Regions from separate parts of the Sus scrofa genome. Here regions 2 and 3 are each linked to region 1. A link is a contact called in public HiChIP or PLAC-seq data. All regions are on one chromosome and are shown on one strand. The core of a region is the stretch at or near the end of the contact, and the rest is flanking DNA. Distances in the headings are between cores, read along the strand shown. Region 1 overlaps TRPM3 (transient receptor potential cation channel subfamily M member 3). Region 2 has its middle 27 kb from the start of MAMDC2. Region 3 has its middle 66 kb from the start of MAMDC2.

The links. HiChIP or PLAC-seq counts read pairs in DNA pulled down with a chosen protein or histone mark.
Region 2: a contact with region 1 is called in an H3K27ac HiChIP or PLAC-seq map of skeletal muscle. The contact joins two enhancer-like sites. A contact is called at or near these places in 2 of 47 Hi-C or Micro-C datasets (psoas muscle and skeletal muscle) and 1 of 2 datasets of contacts at active chromatin or transcription factors (skeletal muscle).
Region 3: an H3K27ac HiChIP or PLAC-seq map of skeletal muscle shows a contact between it and region 1, with 6 times the contacts expected there. The contact joins two enhancer-like sites. A contact is called at or near these places in 1 of 47 Hi-C or Micro-C datasets (embryonic fibroblasts) and 1 of 2 datasets of contacts at active chromatin or transcription factors (skeletal muscle).

The regions. Positions count from the first base shown.
Region 1 is chr1:223,898,442-223,902,117 of Sscrofa11.1, reverse strand. TRPM3 (transient receptor potential cation channel subfamily M member 3) reads left to right here. Exons shown (of 27, transcript XM_021074417.1): 21 at 247-375. Among named protein-coding and RNA genes, the nearest start is that of KLF9, 150 kb to the right of the region's middle. Within about 2 kb of position 1,872, at least 37 of the 83 cell types and tissues checked have an H3K27ac peak or open chromatin away from gene starts, as enhancers often do. A contact at or near this core is called in embryonic fibroblasts and skeletal muscle, where this site is marked.
Region 2 is chr1:223,512,974-223,516,567 of Sscrofa11.1, reverse strand. No RefSeq gene overlaps it. Among named protein-coding and RNA genes, the nearest start is that of MAMDC2, 27 kb to the left of the region's middle. Within about 2 kb of position 2,042, at least 10 of the 83 cell types and tissues checked have an H3K27ac peak or open chromatin away from gene starts, as enhancers often do. A contact at or near this core is called in skeletal muscle, where this site is marked.
Region 3 is chr1:223,473,849-223,477,361 of Sscrofa11.1, reverse strand. No RefSeq gene overlaps it. Among named protein-coding and RNA genes, the nearest start is that of MAMDC2, 66 kb to the left of the region's middle. Within about 2 kb of position 2,106, at least 6 of the 83 cell types and tissues checked have an H3K27ac peak or open chromatin away from gene starts, as enhancers often do. A contact at or near this core is called in embryonic fibroblasts and skeletal muscle, where this site is marked.

The DNA of each region.
Region 1 (3,676 bases), core at 623-3,122:
ATGACAACATGGGTACAAGCAAAGTTTTGGGACACAGAAATACACCAGGATCAAAAGGAAGAGTGTACATCAAATTATTTCAAATGTTAGCCTCTTAAAATTCTTTTGATAGTTTAGAAGTTCATCGCTTTGCAAATTGCTAGTCCTACTTGCCGACCTTGTTATGTCCTCCAGCACCGTAACCTTGCCCGAGGGCGGGGCTCCCAGGTCTCTGCAGCCAGAGCACTGTATTGTGTTTCCTTACAGCTGGCGTACATCGGATACTTGATGCTCTTCAACTATATCGTGTTGGTGAAGATGGAGCGCTGGCCTTCCACCCAGGAATGGATCGTCATTTCCTATATTTTCACCCTGGGAATAGAAAAGATGAGAGAGGTAACTGCTTTCATTAAAAAAAAAAAAAAAAAAAAAAAAAACCAGAAAGACAGTGGTTAGTTACACCTGTGGATGAAGGGGATCAGGGAACGCTCAGGATCCCAATTAAGCCAGAAACTTTCTCTAATGCTGCCAAAGAAATATAGGACTTGGCTTCAAGGGCTGCAGACAAACCTGGGAAACTTTGGTGTGCGTTTATAAGGTTATAACTCCACCCGTGCTTAGACTCTTGTCTGTTTTCTGCTAGCATAGCTCTTGCCCTCAAGAAATTCTCCATTTGTTTTCACTGGCTATTTACACCTCTCTTTTCTGATAAACATGCCTTTTAAATATTTTCTACACTGAAAAATTTTTCTTTACGTCTTTTAAGTTTTCAGCTCTTAACTCCTGTTCTAACCCCTTAACTCTGGGTCTCTGTGCACACGGTCCTCCAATACCTGTGATTCTGAAAATGCATTTCAGCAGCTCTAAGAGGAACTGTGCTTTTTTTCACTAATTGACTCCCTCCCTTGGTTAATTCCTTCTCAACATTTCTTACTCCCATTTCTTACGTGCCAGCCTCTGCACCAGCCCTAGGCAAGTTGAACATATTTTTTTTATCCTTCAGGCTGAGGGCATGGATCCCCCTCTTTTCCCTCCAACCCCATACTGTCCCAGGAGCCATCAAAAAGCCACCCTCCTGTGACTTATTGGAAGTAACAGCTAGCCTTGGGAGACATCATAGACTCAGAACCCTTTGAGAGAATGTAGTCAAGCAGTAATCCACCAGAGGGCTCTGCAACCCTGCCCAACACTCCTGAATCCCATGCTCAAGCCCATCAGGGAAGCAGGTTCGTGTGGTATGAGGATTCCTCTGTATTTCCCCTGGAACTGCAGTCAGCTGGAGAGGATTTTCTGGAGGAATTAATCCCTATCAAGTCTATTGCAATCTCAAGAGCTGTGGAAAAACCCTGCTTGCTGTCCTATAGTGAGTGAGCAAATATATTGGGCTCCATAGTAAAAATTCCTACAGACCCACAAATTCACCCTTGCCCTCATTACTAAGACAGGTTAAGAGGACCTTACTGTCATAGGGCTTAGCTTTAAAATGTTCTCCGGAGGAAAAAAAGATGCCATCAAATTGGGGTCATTTTTTAAAAAAATATGCATAAATATTTAGAGCCCTTCTCATGGGTTTTTAAAGCGCTTTGGGGAATTTAAATTCTAACCAGCATGCCCCCATCCTGAGAGTTTGGAGGTGGGTACACTGGCCCCATTTTATAAGGGGCTTTTTTTTTTTTTTTTTTTTAAATGGATGCCTTTGCCTTGTTCCAACTAGTTGTCTACACTTAGGTTTTCCCATTCATAATGCCATCCACTTCCTGACCAGTGTTGTGCATTTCCCATTTGTAAACTGAAAAACAGTAATAAATTCGCTCTGGTCTTTGTGTAGCTCTCTGAGAACTGAGGCCACTGCTGCTAGGGCCTCTATTGCTGTGAAGTGCCAGCTCGCTGGCTTTGTGATTTAAAGCCCAGATGCATATTCCCTCCCCATGATAAGCAGAAAAGGGAAAGACTTGAGCAGGGCGACTGGAATCTCTCCAGGGACTAGACTGGAAGAAGACAGGGAGCAGTCTGTACTCCACGGACTGTTCTGGAAGAGGCTGCCAAGCCGGCGGGCTGCCAGGAATCTCAAGGCCTGGCTATCTATTTCTCCTGAGGCAGCATATAGCAGCAGGGAGGGCGGGCAGGGCTTTTTAGCCTGGGGTCAGCAGGGGGTCAACCTAGAGTCCTTGTTGAAGAAGAAGCTGTGGGGCTGGAAGCATTGGCTACCTAAGTACTTGACCTTTCCCTCTTCAGCCACTTGGTGAGGTGGCCCCCTTGCCAATTCCCCGGCATCCCTGGGCTCATTAGGGAAGTAAGAACTGCTCCTGTGCCTAGGATCCCTCCTTGCGCAGCCTCAGAGCACTCGGGCCCCCCAGACCTCAGTCACAAGGTCCTGGAAACAGGGGAAAGTTTCATGGGCTTCCCTGCCTTCCCAGGGCTATACAAGGAGGGCTTTGTGGTTTCCCACTCTGCCCACCCCTTCCCGGCACCACATACTTATGTGCATAGTCACTAAACAAGCCTGGTGATCCCTTAATAGCGCATAACTGCTCTCCCGTGAGGTAGGCGGGCCTTCTCTTCTGTGGGGCTGCCTCCTGCAGCTCCATTGGGAAAATGGTGGTTGGGAAGACATCCCCACTTGACTAGGTATGGGAACTAAGACTCAGAGATTAAGCAATTTTCCTGCATTCCACAGCTGCAAAGCAGAGGTGGGTCTTAAGCGGACTGACCCAGCTCTAGGTCCACTGCTCTTTCCACTCCCCCAGTGGTTGCAAACTGGAGCACTCCTCAGAGCCCTGGAATCCCAAGGTACCTAAGAGCTGGCTGGAGAAGGGAAGGTGCCCTTTTCACTCCTGTCTCACCCCAGTCAATCTGATCTTTTTTTATGTTGTGATTTCACAAAAATTTCATTGTTTTAAAAAGTTATACTATAAGCCTTAGCAAAAGGATAGAAAAACGCCAAAGCATTCACTACCCCCCAGCACTTGCTTGCGTGCCCATGTGCACCATTTGCTAGTTAAGATGGAGCTTGGGGGCCAGAAGCCGTCAGAACAATAACTGCTGCAGGAATTCCTCATGCGTAGAACAGTGGCTCCCAACTTGTCACTGGCATGACCTGGGAGCTTGTTAGAAATGGAAATCCTCAAACCCCACACCAGGCATACTGAAGCAGAAAGGCCAGGAGCATGGGCCCAGGCAATTGTGTTTTCACCAGCCCTCCAGGTGCTTCTGGTACATGCTAAGGGCCAGGGTTGAGGAATGAGGCTACCAGGTGGCCCCTGGTATCTTGCTCAAGCCCCAGTCCTTTCTTATTATGACCTCCCTTCCTTAATATTTCAGGGTAAGGCAAGCCATTAAAGGGGTCTTGGGGATTCAAATAGCTGCTGATTAGACCTGAGCCCAGTCTCTGCTCTCCACTCTGTTGAGAGGTCCTTAGTCAGGAAAGGGGTGAGTCATGGCTTGAGGAGGTGGAAATCTCAGAGGTATACACAAATGATTCGTGAAGTAGCCCTGCTACGTAGCCTCTCAAGGTTCCTCATGTCCTGGGGTGGGCTATGGTACAGTATGGGTGGCAACTCCTACTCTCCAACTGTGCATTTCATAGTGTGGCAGCAAGAAGTACTCTAGATTTAAGATAAGAGTACCACCCAAAGCTGGGATATACAAAGGAGTGGAGAAGTGCTGTGAGGTGTCTGTGCCAATAGCCAACAAATAT
Region 2 (3,594 bases), core at 793-3,292, 390 kb after region 1:
GATTTTTTTCCATTAAGCCACTTTAAAAGTCTCCTTTTCACATATAGGATGAACAAAGAGCACTTTTCAAAACATTTATATTAGATTTTCACTGTAGTCTGCAGTTTACAAAGTGGCTTCACATGTATAACCTAATGTTTAACGAACACAACTGAGAGCTGAGAGATTGAACAGCCTATGTTCAATCCCTCAACTATAAATCTTAATATAAACAAAGACATAGAGAATATAATCCAAATTATGAATAATGAGGAAATCTGATTTTTTTAGGTTCCAATATTCAGTGTGCTATGAACTCAATTTACAAATATTATCAGTACATTTCCTTTATTTTTTGATGATCAGAGCCACCAGAATATAGAATTCATTTAAAAAGAAATTTTAAAATCACATGCAGTTTACCACTATGCAAAATATAAAAGGTTGTAAGCCAGTATCTTCAGAATAACTACTAATTGTAAGATGTGTGAAAGTTTACTTATTTAAACTTTTTATGTATTTATATTACTTTAAATTATAAAAAGGATAGTTTGAAGATGTAATAATACGTAAGTACATATACTTACAATGAACAAAATAAAAGGGGGTGTTCTGGGTTTTTTGTATAACTTCCATTAGTTTTCTTATCTCTATGGATCTCCAAAGGAGGATTTTATTTGTAGGATTTATGCGTGTGAACTTATTCCCCACTTGCAAAGCGGTTTATGCTATCAGCCCTGAGTGCAGTTATATTTTATCAGCAATTCTTCGTGTTATACAGGAGGGAATAATAATCTGTCTTATAAATTACTGAATTAATTGTGGTACAGAGAGAAAAGTCTTGGCTTTCTTTTCCTTTTGTGGCTTTAAAGTCTATTTTTGACAAAAATAGTGATAAAGTACTTTTTCAAAATGAATCTGTGGCAGTGAAATGATTCACTGTATAAACTGTTAACGTATATTAGACTCAAACAATTGGCATGTAAACATGTCCTAAAGAGAAGAAATGTTAATCTGCTTTCACATGTTGACTACAGCATTATTTCATAATGACCATAAGACCAAGCGAGCAAGCAAACAAATGAAATAACCTAAGATTTCAAAAATAGGGGAAATAAATAAACTACGATGCTTCAATCTAAGAAAGGCAATCATTCACTCTGATAGCTTATGAATATTATTTAGTAGCAGAAATATATATTCCACTCATAATTAAAATGAAAAAAGAAGGTTTTAACAGATAAAATACAACAAAATAAGACAAATTATATCTAATTCATCTAAAAATACATTGGATAAAATCTTTAACATTACCGAATGCCTAACAATTCTGTGAAGGATCATAAAATTATGGGTATTGAACAGAATTTCCTTTTATTTTCTAACCATTCTTTAATTTTGTTATATTTATAATTGAGAAAAAAGAAGATTCAAGTTATCTATAATTAAGATGTGGAATAATGAGTTACTGTTTTTCAGATTGGCATTATTTACTACAGTAGTCATGAGCACATGTGGTTATATAAAATAAAATTAAATAGAATTAAAAGTTCATTTCCCTTAGGTGCACTAACCACATTTCAAGTGCTCAGTAACCACAAATAGCTAGTGGTCAAGTGAGTTGGACACGGCAGTTATGCAAACTTCCTCATTGCAGAAAGTTCCACGGGGTAGAGCTTCCTGGCTCCTTTTGGACATGCCAAACAAATGTGTAAACTGCCACAGAGGGTTAAACGAAATGCTGAAGATGTTCTGGACCACGGTAAGTCACTAGGTTATTCCTATCTTAGAAGATTTTCTACACTTACAATACTGGCCAGGCCACATGTTGTCCTGTCTGATAAAAGATCTGCAAATTCAGCCAGCTATGTACTAGATTCAAACTGTGGGCTCAAACCTCAGATCAGTTTGCAGTTGTCTATCTGCATTCCAACACACAAAAGAAACAGGACCAGATTAATTTCAGTCTAACACATTGGATTTCCACCTGCTATTAATAATGCTCATAATGTCAGCTCCTATTCTTGTGCTGCCTTCTTACATTTTGAGGCTGCTTGAGGTGCAGAGGTTATTTTAGGGCAGTTGGTGATTAGGTAAGCTGATGACTAGGCCTGGCTGACACAGGCAAAGAGAAAGCCAAACATTTTGGTCTGTTCTTAAGAAATCTGTCCCTGGGTCCTGTTACGAATGTGACAAAAAGGAAATTGCCCATTTCCTTAACCTCTCCTTTCTTTATAGCTCTTTTTCAAAAACAGTGCTTATTTCATTTTAGTCAGTATTTCAAGACACAGAGAATATCTCTAGAGACTGGGAAAAAAATCTTACGCACTTTGAATATATACTATTGCCTATGTGAGAGGGGAAAAGAAGAGGGACAAAGTAAAATGCTATCCCTTAGACAGGTGTTCCTGATACTTTGCAGACCTCTTAAGAGTTAGGGTTAAGTTAGCTTTGTGTAAATCAATTTGTTTCAGTTTAATACAGATTCCAGTCCTTAGGGATTGGTGATATTTAAAAATTTTTGTTTTGATTGAGAATATTAAGTAAAAACTGATTTCAAATTTACCTAATTTTGGAAATAAAAATAGGCACTGAATGGAGAGCAATTAAAAACACATTTGTGGAGTTCCCATCATGGCGTAGGAGGAAAGGAATCTGACTAGGAATGGTGAGGTTGCGGGTTTGCTCCCTGACCTCACTCAGTGGGTTAAGGATCTGGTGATTAAGTGAGTTGTGGCATAGGTCACAGATGTGGCTCAGATCTGATGTTGCTACAGCTGTGGTGTAGGCTGGCAGCTGTAGCTTTGACTGGACCCCTGGCCTGGGAACCTCCACATGCCGTGGGTGCAGCGCTAAATAAATACATAAATAAATTAATTGAAAATAAAAAAAAATTGCAAACAATTGTAAATATAGTCAAGGAAGGATCAAAATATGATTTAACTTACTTTTTATCATACTTAAAACAGAATTGCACGTGATCATTTATTTACTATTGATATTTGGGGCTAGATAGTTCTTTGCTGTGGGTCACTGCCCTGTGCACTGCAGGATTTTAAGCATTCCTGGTTCCTACCCACTAGATACCAATATCATTCACAAGTCATAACATGTTGGAGAAAACATGTCTCCAAACATTGCCAAAGGTCCCTTTGAGGATGTGGAGGGGGTGGGGCAGGCAGGGGCAGGCAGGGGCAAAATCTCTGAGATTTTGAGAGAACCAGTGATCGAGGGGGTAGAAAACTGCTGTACTTTCAAATCCCACTTGCTCAGCTCCTATTACATGTAGTCCCTATGTGAGTCGCTTTCAAGATCTGGACCTCCTTTTTGGATTCACTGTCAATTTCAAACTATTCATTCTCTTCAGTCAAAGCAGGACAGTTGTTTACATTATAAAAAGGGACTGGATGGAATTAGTTTTCTCTTCCTCTGCACATCACCAGGTGGTGGTTTTAACGAGGAATGAAATATCCTTAGATCCTGGAAAGAAAAGGCAAAAGAGCAGAAAGGCAAGGGAGATGGACTAAGACTCCAGCTGAATAATCATCCCCAAGATGATCAGGGCTTTACTGTTCCAATTTCCTGCTTCAGAAATCTGCAAATTGTCAAAGGGCA
Region 3 (3,513 bases), core at 857-3,356, 420 kb after region 1:
GATCCACAGCAGCATGTATGCCAAGGCCACACCAGATCGGGTTGTCTTCAGCCAATGACCACGTAGAGCAGGGGTACCAGAGCAATGTTATTCTGCCCAAGGTGGGGCTTTTCAGTAACTCCTCATCAGCCTGGCCCCTCTCTTTCACAGGTGTCAGTTTTCCATCCTGTGCTGAAGACTCTCCCCACCCAGGACACGGTGGGACTTTTGTAGGGGTCTGAAGCACTTTCACTGCTATGGGCCTCTTTCTCCACAAAATACATAAAAAACTATGTTTCATTGCCACATTTGTATAAAGATGATACAGTCTAGGCTGGATTCATAATTTTCTTTGTTATCATTATATTCATTTTTTTCTTCTGACTTTAAAATAAATAAAATGAAACATTCTCGTGGATCCCTAAAAATGCCATGGCTCCTAGGCACCATGACTTCTAGGCCTAATGGATTCGTGGCCTGAGCCCCAGCCTCTCCAGCTCTCCGCCTTATCCTTCAAAGCCATTTCCCCCAGTAAGTCTCTTTCTATCTAATTCCAGTTTAGAATTCTACCTAATTCTGCTTCCTGAAGGACCCAAACTGACACAGCCACGAAGTGGGATATCAGTCTATCCAGGATGAGGGGCACCACAAAAGACTCCAGGAGACTCTCAATAAATCTAGGAGACCTCACAAATCCTCTTGCAAGTATTCATTCTACATCTGGAGTGTGTTTAGAGCAATGTCTCACACCCCATCCCATGATGAGTGTGTCTTCCTCACAGACAACAGTTTTCTGACAGCGTTCTTTAAAGGCTACTTCCCCACCTTCTGTGTGGACATATTTTCATCCCTGGATTTACAGCTAAGTGCCTCATTAACAACGCATGCACAAGATACTAGGCCAAGGGAGCCACAATCCCATTTCTGATCCCAAACAACAGCAAACACAATGTGACCTGCTCAACGTGAGTCAGAGGCTGCTGGGAATCAGAGCAGGACTGCTGACACCAAGTCTCACATGGAACCACTAGACTAGACCACATTCTATTGCCCCCCCTCCCCGCCACCGTTCATTCGTTGCTAAGGTTGGGTATTATTTACTGACAATCTGAGTAAGACTGTTTCTCACTGGGAAACAAAAGACAGCTCCTAAAATCTATCATCTCAGCTGAAGGAGGAGGATGATTCACAAGTTACCAGGTGTCTGCCCCAGGCTGGGCTGGAGGCTGGATGTGTGTCAGTGGGTATGATCTGATCTGAGCAAGAGGAGCCACTGGGTGGGGGGTACAGGCACCATTCTGTGTACCTTTCCTAGGGGAATGAGAAAGGTCACCTGGAGTTTATGGAAAATTATGTCTCAGAGTTCCCATCGTGGCTCCGCAGTTAACAAACCCAACTAACATCCACGAGGATGTAGGTTCGATCCCTGGACTTGCTCAGTGGGTTAAGGATCTGGTGAGCCATGAGCTATGGTGTAAGTTGCAGACATGGCTCAGATCCTGCGTTGCTGTGGCTGTGGTGTAGGACGGCAGCTACAGCTTCGATTGACCCCTAGCCTGGGAACATCCATATGCTGTGGGTGTGGCACTAAAAAGACAAAAAAAAAAAAAAATTATGTCTAGTGTCAATACTATGAGAATTTCCCTGCTCAGCTCATTAAGACCAACCCTCCTATCTGGTCCAGGGTTCTAGAGCCTCCGGAATCTCTAAAAGAAGCAAATTTCATCAGATCCTTTAAGTTTGCATAGATGAAACTAAGCGTAGACAGCCCTTAGGTATAAAGGATACTATAATCAACTAAATCATCGGGGATCCTGCTGAAAGATCAGGCTCCTTCTGGCATCATGCCTGCAGTGACGGCATGGGCACACTTGATTCTGAAGAGGATTTTCTTCCTTTCTTGCAGCGGTCCTCTGTATTAGCTTGACTTTCCATCTGGAACCAGAAGACCTCTGGTAGTCAGCCAATTTCCCTTGAACTAGGAAAAGAACTTTGAGGGCAGCTCCTGAAGTTTTCTTTTCAAACTGTCTGGCTCACCAGCATTCCACAAAGATTGCCCTGGGCTTGGCTGCAATGCCAGCGGCATCCTCTGACTCAGTTGTGACTTGGCTCCGTTGGCCACATTTGTACTCCAGCTGTGACGCCTGCATCTGTGTCATGGTTGTCTGGACAAGCTGTCTCCCGGGTAAGGGGGAAAGTTTGGTCTGAAGAAAGGATGCCAGCTGGTCTGCTGCCATTGTGAGGAGACAGCACCCAAGGACAGCAAGTTATCATGCCCGCCCTCCCAGTCCACGGATCCGAGAGTCATCTTCTGAACATTTAGTTCTAAGGGTTTGGGTAAGTTTTACTGTGACAGAGTCCGAACATGAAGTGGGGCTTCTCCTGGCTTCTGCTAAGACCTCAGAGCCAAGAACAACTGGGGACAAATACCTCTATTTTCTAAAGAATGGTGCTGATCATCAGTGTTGAATATACTACACTGCAGCAGACCCAGAATCTAAGCCAGCTCTACCAGATTTAGCCCATCTCACCCCTCCAGCATGTATATATGAGAAGACTAAAGAGGGACAGAGAGAAGGAAGACCAAGTTTCTTTGAAGAGAACTGTCACAGAGGTGACCTGTCATGGGTTTCCTTTTGACCCCTCAAGGGAACAGGAGGGGACTGCTTTCCTTTTCTTACCTGATCCAAGAGATGGGGGCTTCAGGGAATCACTTGTACAGGGGGCAGGGAGGGAAATTACCATCTCATCTCATCCCCGCCCAGGCTTGCAGGAGTTCCTGGGTCCTGTGATTGCCTTGGGCCATGAGATAACTGGTGGCACAGTTACTGGGAGAATGTGATCAGTGGTACCTGCAGTTTGTGGGGCATAGAGGCTAGGGCCTGACTCTTGACTGCATGCAGCCAGAGGTTGTAGGGATCTGTGGGGGCAGCAGGGAGAGAAGGATTTTGCTGCAGGGATCTAGCTGTACTTCCAGGTTGGATGGAGCAAAGATTTGAGTTTTTCCTAAACCTAAGTGGGCAACTCAGAAGGCAACTGGGCTAGACTGCCTTAAAAGATTCTTCTCAAAAGGGCTGCATGTGGGGTGGTAACCCAACAGAAAGGGGCTAGTGGGGTGTACCTACTAACAGGTACTAAGGGGGATTCATTGATGGCCTTCAGAGAGTACATCATTTTTATCATTGGCCATGACAGAAATAGCCAGCATTTGGCCACCTGCAGTGTGAAGGGCACTAACTCCAGATTAAACAACACGGGTCACATAGAACCTTTTGTCACCTTCCCTTCCATTTCTGTTCCACCCCCAGCCTGCCTCCCCCAACTCTGGAGGGGCATAGTGAGTAGGGGAAGAGGAAGGAAAGAGCAAAGGGGAGGAGATGAGGAAATAAAGCCTAATCCCTTCTCTGCTGCTGTTCTGTGCTCTGGTCTACAGGAAGATTTGAACTGGATGAAAAATTGGAGTTCTGACTAGACTGAGCTTAATCCTTAAAAATGAGGCTATTTGTTAATACCTGAAAGTACCTGAAAAGCTAT